2 separate regions of the Mus musculus genome follow, and region 2 is linked to region 1. A link is a contact called in public Hi-C data. All regions are on one chromosome and are shown on one strand. The core of a region is the stretch at or near the end of the contact, and the rest is flanking DNA. Distances in the headings are between cores, read along the strand shown.

The links. Hi-C and Micro-C count contacts between places; a contact is called where the count stands out from the background.
Region 2: a Hi-C map of B cells shows a contact between it and region 1, with 10 read pairs. The contact joins the enhancer-like site here to the promoter of Pprc1 in region 1. A contact is called at or near these places in 1 of 39 promoter capture datasets (macrophages), 1 of 484 Hi-C or Micro-C datasets (B cells), 6 of 115 datasets of contacts at active chromatin or transcription factors (the NIH/3T3 cell line, the SCID.adh cell line, embryonic stem cells and 3 more) and 3 of 9 other capture datasets (adipose tissue, liver and pancreatic islet).

The regions. Positions count from the first base shown.
Region 1 is chr19:46,054,605-46,059,115 of GRCm38.p6, forward strand. Pprc1 (peroxisome proliferative activated receptor, gamma, coactivator-related 1) reads left to right here and starts at 1,935. Exons shown (of 14, transcript NM_001081214.1): 1 at 1,935-2,139. The coding sequence starts at 1,987.
Region 2 is chr19:46,237,739-46,242,249 of GRCm38.p6, forward strand. The region is part of intron 3 of Gbf1 (golgi-specific brefeldin A-resistance factor 1); the gene reads left to right. Among named protein-coding and RNA genes, the nearest start is that of 4833438C02Rik, 66 kb to the right of the region's middle. Within about 2 kb of position 2,688, at least 26 of the 459 cell types and tissues checked have an H3K27ac peak or open chromatin away from gene starts, as enhancers often do. A contact at or near this core is called in B cells and pro-B cells, where this site is marked.

The DNA.
Region 1 (4,511 bases), core at 685-3,184:
GCTTTTTATTTGTTTGGAGGCCAGAAGTAGATGTTGAATCTCTTTTAGTAGTTCTACCTTACTATTTTTTTTGTAGGTATAAATGTTTTACCTTTATGAAGTGCTTGTGAAGGACTGAAGAGGGTGGCAGATGCCCTGAAACTGGAGCTAGGGATGGTTGGGTGCAGCTAGTGTTCTCAACTGCTGAGCCATCTCTCCAGCCCCCAGTTTTGGACTATTTCAAATAATTTGGGTTCTTTTTTTTTTTTTTTCCAGGGCTGGAGATATGGCTCAGCAGTTAAGAGCTCTGACTGCTCTTCCAGAGGTTTTGAGTTCAACTCCCAGCAACCACATAGTGGCTCACAACCATCTGTAATGGGATCCAATGCCCTCTTCTGGTGTGTCTGAAGACAGTGGCAGTATATTCACATACATAAAATAAATAAATCTTAAAAAAATTTTTTTTGACCTATAGGTTTATTGACTTTGTGTTTATGGGTTTGCAAGGGTGGGTGCACACGTGTGGATGCCCAAAGGCATCTTTAGAGAGTCAGTTTTCAACCCTTGCACCACATCTTTTTTTTTTTTTATAAGATTTATTATTTATTTGTTATATGTAAGTACACTGTAGCTGTCTTCAGACACCTCGGAAGAGGGCATCAGATATTATAGATGGTTGTGAGCCACCATGTGTTTCCTGGGATTTGAACTCAGGACCTTTGGAAGAGCAGTCAGTGTTCTTAACTGCTGAGCCATCTCTCCAGCCCCGCACCACATCTTCTAATGGACTTTGGGAATGTAATTCAGGCTTGGTGGCAAAGTTCCTTTAGCTGCTGAGCTATCTCATTGGCAATCAAATGTATCAAATATATGTGTATGCCATGCATACGTAAATAACCCTCCCCCCACCCCCAAAGAAAATCTGATCTAAAGATCACCTGGAGCTGGAGTTATTGGTGTTCGTGAGCTACCTGACAAGGGATGCTAGATACTCTGAGAGAACAAGTAATCGCAATTACTGAGCATTCTCTCTAACCCCCTCCAATAATCTAAGGTTTCGTAATAATAAGTGTTGCTTTAAAAAACTGAAAATATGACGAATGAATGAACATTAGAAATAGGAATGAAGTGTAAAAATACAGAAAAGGATCGTGGTTGGCTGGGATAATCAGAAAAGCTTTCCTACATTAAATATGACTTGAAGGCTATTTTGAGGTTAGAAGTTCCATGCAGAGAAACAAAGGGAAGGAGAACACTTTTTGTTTGGTTGTTTGGCTTGGTTTGTTTTTCAAGACAGGGTTTCTCTGTGTAGCTCTGGCTGTCCTGGAACTCTCTCTGCAGACCAGGCTGTCCTGGAACTCAGAGATCTGCCGCCTCTGCCTCCCAAGTGCTGGGATTAAAGGAGTGCGCCGCCACTGTTCGGTGAAGAACACTTGAAGGATGGCAAGGAATTCTGGAGTAAAGAAGTTTGATAGAGAGAAACCAACCTAGTTTTCTGAGTAACTGTAGCGAAAGAATGGAAGATGCGGTATTTTTATAGAAACATTTGCACTAGTGCTGCAGTATGAGATTAGCTGAGGGTTAGTGTCTAGACTGGGAGTATCCACTTGGGGGTGCTGCTTGAAAACAGCGGTCGACTTGAAGTAAGGTGGAAGGAAAGTACAGGAGGAAGAACATCAAACAAAGAGGTCTAACATCTGGGCAATTTAACAAAAAATAAAGTGATATTTTCCTTACTACTGCGTACTCAGCAGCTTGGTCAAAAGTGAGCCCTACAATACGCATACAGCACTACCCGCTAATCTTCCTTCATAGACTACAATTCCCAGAAATCCTCGAGGGAGGTCAGGGCCTTTATCTTTTTCCAGGTTGCAAAGTGGTTCGCTGCATGGTCTTCTGGGATTCGTAGTCTTGCAGTGTCCTTCGGGAGATGTAGTTCCTTTCCCACAATCGGCTGGGCGAGGCGGCGCCGGCGATCAGAGCAGCGCTGGGTGTTCAGGGGCCAAGATGGCGGCGCGCCGGGGACGGAGAGACCGAGTCGCGCCGCCTCCGACTGGGGGCCCGGGTCCTGACCCTGGCGGTGGAGTGCGTGGCGGCAGTTGGGCGAGTCGAAGCCAAGCGCCGTATGGGACCGGGGGCTCCGTGAGCGCCGCGGAGCAGGTGAGAGGGTGGCCGGCGGCCCGCGGCTGGCAGCAAAGCGGCGTGTGCCGGGCGGTGACACGTGGACGCCACAGGAAAGGGAGGAAGCACTTGCGTGCCGATGCTGCGGGAGTTGGGTAGGGCTGAAAAGACCGAAGTTGTCTGCGGAGGGTATGGCAGCAGAGCCAGGGACCCTGCGGCGATTCCTGGGCACGCCAGAGGGACAGTGTCGGGCGTCAGAAAGGTGGCCCTAGATGGGGCGTCAGGGACTCGGGATTGGAGTTGAAGGCTAAGACTTCTTCCTAAGGATGCCGGAGGAGCTTCACCAGCTTGGCGCCGTAGTTCCTTTTTCGGAGCACGTGGGGTGTGGGGGGGACGATTTCCCGGGAGAACTTGTCTGCCTCCCCCTCCCCCTAGGCGGCGCGGGCGCCCACGTGGGTAGGGCTCGCCGGCGGGGGCGGGGGGAGCTCGGGGCGCGGGTCCACGTGGGGGCGGGGAAGGGATGTCCACGTGGCTCCTGTCCCAGGCTGTCGGGCATCTAGTATCCGCGCCGGAGTTGCACTGCCGGGAACTGGGTGTGTCTCAGCCGCTCCCGCCATCTCTAAAGCCTGTGCTGGGACCTCTGGTCTGGAGGGAGGTAGGGACTGCTGGAGGCAACTTTGCTCAGAGCCTTAGGAGTTTTTTCTCTCTCGCCTGCGTCTACAACGCCTTCTGTCGGTAGATGGTGGACTTTCCAGATGTTCTCAAAGTCGGCTTCCTAGAAATGTCAGGGTGTGAGGCGAGGATTAGAGGATTTGAGACTAAAGGGCTGTGGAGAAAGGAGTTCGTGGAGGCTTCTGTCTGACCGTCTTGGAGTGAGTTGTGTGTCATAGACATTGGCGGTTTGGTTGCCTGCAGTCCTTCATATGTGTGGTTCAAGGGTCATGGGAGTGTCAACTAACCTGTGACTAGTTTAATTTTTCCCCTCATTTTGTTTCTAGCATCTTTTTTGGGGAGGAGATAGTTAAGGCGTGCTTGGGTGAATTCTCAGCTACAGCTTCGGGAATTGTGTCTGTGTGAGGCTTTTTGGAGTTTTTCATGGAGATAGGAAAAAGTGAGAGGTGGTTTGAGAACTATTGAATATATGTAGTTGAACATTTAATGGGTCAGGAAAAATGTTTTGTGCTGGGCTTCCGAAAATGCTCAAATCAGGTTTGCAGTGAAGTGAGCAGGAATTAGTTGTCTTTTTGACAGCAACCCCATACGAGGTTTGATTGCAGGCTTCCCAGTAATACTAGGTCCAGCAAAACAGCCTAGGGGGGAATGACTTTTGGGGCATGCTCTGGGATCAACCATCCTTTTTCCTCCAACTTTTTACAACATCTGTGGTCAGCACTGTTCATCATCTGGGAGAGACAGTAGGGGTCCAAGATCCAGCAACAGTAGAAGTTACATGGTCTGTCAACTCAGTATTTATCAGGGTGTCATATTTAAGTACTGATGTTGCTAAACCACACAGATGTGATCCTTGCAGTATCCTAAGTTTAACTCAGGAGAGACATAATAAATAGTGGTGGGTAAAGCTGAAGGAAAGTGCAGGTTAGTTTGGAGTATGTAGTCATCAGAAATCTAGTTTGAAGTCTACAAATGGAAGAGTCCTTTTAAATTGAGACTCCTAAGGCCCTGTGAAAAACTTTTCTCAAAGGGAATAGGAAGTGAAGATCAAAGGCATGGCTTATGGGAAGAACTGAGGCCAGCCTAGCAGAAGAAGGGTGGGATGGTAGAGGACAAGCTCAAGAGGCTGGCAGGAAGAGCAAGACATAAGCCATTGTAAGGAGTTTAAATCCCATGCTAAGAGCGGTAAGATACCATTGAATGAGTTTTTTGTTTCTCCCTGTGAAGTCTTGGCTATCATCTTAATCTTAGAGATCCTCCTGTCTCTGCCTCTTGAGTGCCGCGATCAAAAAAAGGCAGTGCTGCCGGGCGTGGTAGCCCACGCCCTTAATCCCAGCACTTGGGAGGCAGAGGCAGGCGAATTTCTGAGTTCAAGGCCAGCCAGCCTGGTCTACAAAAGTGAGTTCCAAGACAGCCAGGGCTACACAGAGAAATCCAGTCTGGAAAAATAACAAACAAACAAACAAAAAAAGAAGGCAGCACTGTCTTTTGGCAGGATTTATGATGGTCTTAGGAAATAACAAGTTATTTGGTTTTTTTGTAGTTTTTTTTTTGTTTTGTTTTGTTTTTGTTTTTTTGTTTTTTTGTTTTTTGTTTGTTTTCGAGACAGGGTTTCTCTGTATAGCCTTCCTGGAACTCACTCTGTAGACCAGGCTGGCCTCGAACTCAGAAATCTGCCTGCCTCTGCCTCCCAAGTGCTAGCATTAAGTGTAGCCACTGCCTGGCTGTGTTTTTTCCTT
Region 2 (4,511 bases), core at 1,438-3,937, 180 kb after region 1:
TGTGAATTTCAAGTCAGCCAGGGCTATATAGTAAAACAATATCTTTTTAAAAAAAGAGGTGTGGGGACAGGCACCAGGCAGTGGTGACGTATGCCTTTAATCCCAGCACTGGGAGGCAGAGGAGATGGATCTATGTGACCTTGGTCTATAAAGTAAGTTCCAGGACAGCCAGGGCTATACAGAGGAACCCTGTCTCAAAAACAAACAGAGTTGTGTTTGAAAGCTGGCCATGATAACACGTACCTGAGATAGCAGATTGCCATGAGATCAAGGCCAACAAGTGCGCCAACCTGGATGACATAACATTTAAAAAAAAAGTGATCCACTCTTAACATTCAGGAGGCTGAAACAGGAGAATCTGCAAGTTGGACCCTATCTTGTGGTGGTCCATAACAAGTGTAAGGCCAGCCTTAGCCATATGGGATGCCCCTGTCTTCAGAATGTATGCTGCTAAAGCAAGCACAGGAGCAACTCTGTCTTTAAAACAAAACAAAACAAACAACAACAACAAAAACACCCAAACCATCATGGTAAAGGAGGAGCCATGCAGTGTCTTTTCCTCTGATTGTTAGCTTTAAAGTTATCCAGACCTGTGAATGGTCACGTGGGCACATAGGCTTGGTTTTACAAACTAGTTAATTTCAGGGGGAAAAAATTGCCAGAGGCAACTTCCACTAACCTGTAATTCCTGATCCTAAACTGATGGATCAAAGCTAGATAGGCCTGGCAACTGTGCTCTAGTCTATGAGAGAAATGAAATAAAGAAACGCACTAGGCCAAGTCTTGGTTCAGGTACTAACCCTGTGACCAGGTACAAAAATGCTTTACTTTTCTGATCCATAGTGTCTTCATCGACAGGGATTTCCTAATGAAGGGCAGAGGAGAGCTGGTGATTATCTTTGCTATTGTGATTATTTAGGAGTGAAGCCATGGAACTGGAGACATGACTTAGTGGTTAGAACACTTGCTCTTTCAGAGGACCCAAGCTTGGTTCTCACCAGTCACATCAGGCAGCTCACAACTATCTGTAACTCCAATTCCAGTTGCTCCAACACCTCTGGCCCAGAAGACAGCTGTGCTCAGACATGCTCACATGTCGCCACGCATACCTTCACAGAATTAATAATAAGAAAATAAGCCTGCTGGCATATGCCTTTAATCCCAGCACTGGGGAGGCAGAGGCAAGTGGATCTATGACTTTGAGGCCAGCCTGGTCTACAGAGTGAGTTCCAGGACAGCCAAGGCTACACAGAGAAACCCTGTCTTGAAAAGGAAAATAATAATAATAATTTTTTAAGAATGAAGATAAGTCAGGTGGTGGTGGTGCATGCTGGTTCTCTATGAGTTTGAAGCCAGCCTGTCCATAGAGCGAGTTTCAGGACAGCCAGGGCTACATAGAGAAATCTTGACTCAAAAAGAAAAAAAAAAAAGAGTGAAGCCATTGTGATGGTGTATGTCTTTATCTCAGCACTCAGGAGGTGGAGGCAAACAGTTCTCGATGAGTCTGAGAGCTGACCTGGTATATGTAGGGAGTCCAGACAATGTAGGGCTATATAAAGAAACTGTTTCTCAAAACACATATATAATGATTAATGTTTTTATTAAATTAAAATTTAAAAAATGATTTCAGGGCTGGAGAGATGGCTCAGTAGTTCAGAGCATGAGCATCAGGCACACATATGGTACACAGACATACATGCAGACAAATATACATGTAAAATAGAACTAAATAAATCTTTTAACAGGAAATTAAAAGAGAGGCAAGTTAGGGGCTTGCCCTCAGACCTACACGAGAGCATGTGTACACACACACACTCGTGCATGCACATTTGCTTGGGTGTAAATGCTACCTGTGTGCATTTATACTCATAGAAGCCAGAAGAGGACATCAGAACCCCTGGAGCTGGAGTTACATCTCTTAAGCCTCCAAGGCAAATATTTTTATAAAGTGAAAATAAAAATATTTTGGAAAGTATTCACTTATTAGTCCGCCAACTGACCCAACTTGGGTTTTGTTTTTAAACACTTATGTTATTTTAGGAATTCTACTTTTTAGTTAAGATAATGTGTTTATTGGTTGGTACTGGGGGTTGAAGCCAGGACCTTGCAGGTATTAGGTAAGGGCTCTACCACTGAGCTTCATCAGCCTTAACTCAGTGTTGAAACGGGGTCTCACTAAATTCCTCTGGCTGATCTTGAACTCCATCTGTAGCTCAACCAGGCTTTGAATCTATAAACCTCTTACCTCCGTCTCTTAAGCAACTGAGATGACAGGCATGAGCTACACAGCTGCCTCTAATTTGGTTGAGTGGCTAGACTCTGATTAAACACGAGTGATTCATCAGCTTGCACATTTAAGGGTTAATGTCCAAAAGCCTGAGGATTAGAAATCATAAACTTACATTTCCTTCTAACTGTCTTGATAGTTTGCAGGCCATGTTCACAAGTACCCAGAGATGATAGAGTCAAAAATGACATAAAAACTCATCCTTCGTAGATATCTGCCACAAAAAGTTTCAAGACCACCAGTGAAGAAAGGGGCTCTTGTATGTGCTCTCTGGCTGGACCACCTTGTCAAACAAAGTCTCCACCATCTTTCTGTCCTTGCAGCACAGTTTCCCCTATGGGGGAGATTAGAGGATGTGAAACACAGCCCAACCACACATGGGCCAATAACCGACTGCTTTCCATAAACCTCTGTGCCTGAGGGGCTTGAACTGTTTTCTGCAGTTAAGTAGGGTTAACCTGTCTTGCTTGAGATCACATTTCACTTCCCCTTTAAAAAGGTAAAACGTGCTGGAGAGATGGCTCTATGGTTAGAAGTACTTGTTTCTCTTGCAGAAGACCCAGATTCAGTTTCCATAACCCACATAGTGGATCTAAGCCATCTGTAATTCCAGTGGCAGGGGATCTGACACCCTCTTCAGACCTCTGAGGGCATCAGGCTCACACATGGTATGCAGTCATACATGTAGGCAAAACACTTATACATAAAGTGAGATTAGCTTAAGGGTAGGGTACAGAAGGAAAATCCTTTACTGTCTGTCAGTACAGTGCGTGGCTCCTGGTTGGAACAGCAGTAAAGGTTGGCTCACTTAGGGCATCCCTGCTAGATGGCTAGGGTAGCTTGCTACTAAAGGTGCTACCTATTACTTCATGCAAATCCTATTGCTATTGTGTTGCCTGGGAAAAGAACTTGAATGCCTCTCTCCTCAACAGTAAACTGCATGGTAATTGTGGTGCGGTATATCCTGTAATCTGAGCTTCAGGAGGTTGAGACCAGCCTGGGCAACATTAGTGAGACAGGCCATACTTAGACCATTTTATTCTCTCAGTAACTCTAAGAAACCATACCACCATCTTCATTTTTCACTAATAAAGAAGTGAAGACTTCCACAAATTCTGATACTCAAGGTCATACAATAAAAGGAAAACAGAATTTGAATGTAGGTCTTGTTAACTCCAAAGCCAGGGTGTATAAACTCTGCATTACATTCTTTAAAAATATACCAAACTATTTCTTTTTCTTTAAGGAGCAAGTTTAAAGGGTTTGTTTATTTATTTATTTTTTTTATGTACATTGATGTTTTGCCTCCATGTCTTACTGTGTTTGGGTGCCAGATCCCCTGGAACTGGAGTTACAGACAGTTGTAACCTGCTTTGTGGATGCTGGGAATTGAACCCAGATCCACTGGAAGAACAGGCAGTAGTCCTAACTGCTAAGCTCTCTCTCCAGCCTCAGTACCAAGTTATTTCTATAGGGTGACTAACTATGACTAAAATGACAAATAAAATGTTATAGCTCAACTATCCTAGGATTTAGTTTCTTCTGTTCCTCTTCTCCTGCCAGTGGCTCAACACTGTATTGATTGGAATACTGCCCTCTAAATTAAGCCTTAGGTTTGTCCAGGTTCGCTCCTAATCCAGGAGGGAGAGCCAGGCCCCTTTAACAAGGCCAGCAGTCTAAATGAGGCCCGTAGGGACTGTCCTCAAATATCGGCTTGAGGACAGACTGAGCCATCTTCCTCCCTGGAGCACAAGTTTGATGTGTGAGCTTTAAACACTAGGTTTTTTGGTTTTTTTTTTTTTTTTTTTCCTAGAGGGAACCGGTGAGCAATTCGTCTGTAGCATACAGGCAAGCTAAATCTGCTGTAGTTCTTACTCTGCATGCACTATTACCACCAAGCCCAGACTCAAGCAGGCAGTTTCAAAGCCCAGGAGAAATTAAAAACTAGTGTTGCCCTACTTTATAGCATGTTGGTGCACCCCAGCTTCACGCAGCCATTGCACTTGGAGCAGCTTTTTCAATCAGAATTCCTCTTATCCAGTAAAAAGTTTCATTCTCCAATAGCATCAAGAAGAGAAGATACTTTATAAGTTCATTATCAATTAATGCCCTGTCAGGTATCTACAGAGGACTTAAATAGAAAATACAAAAAGAAAACTCCAAACTGATATTAGTAAAATTTCTAGCTAATGAGCCTAAGAGGTCAGTAGCCAAAGCCAAGAAT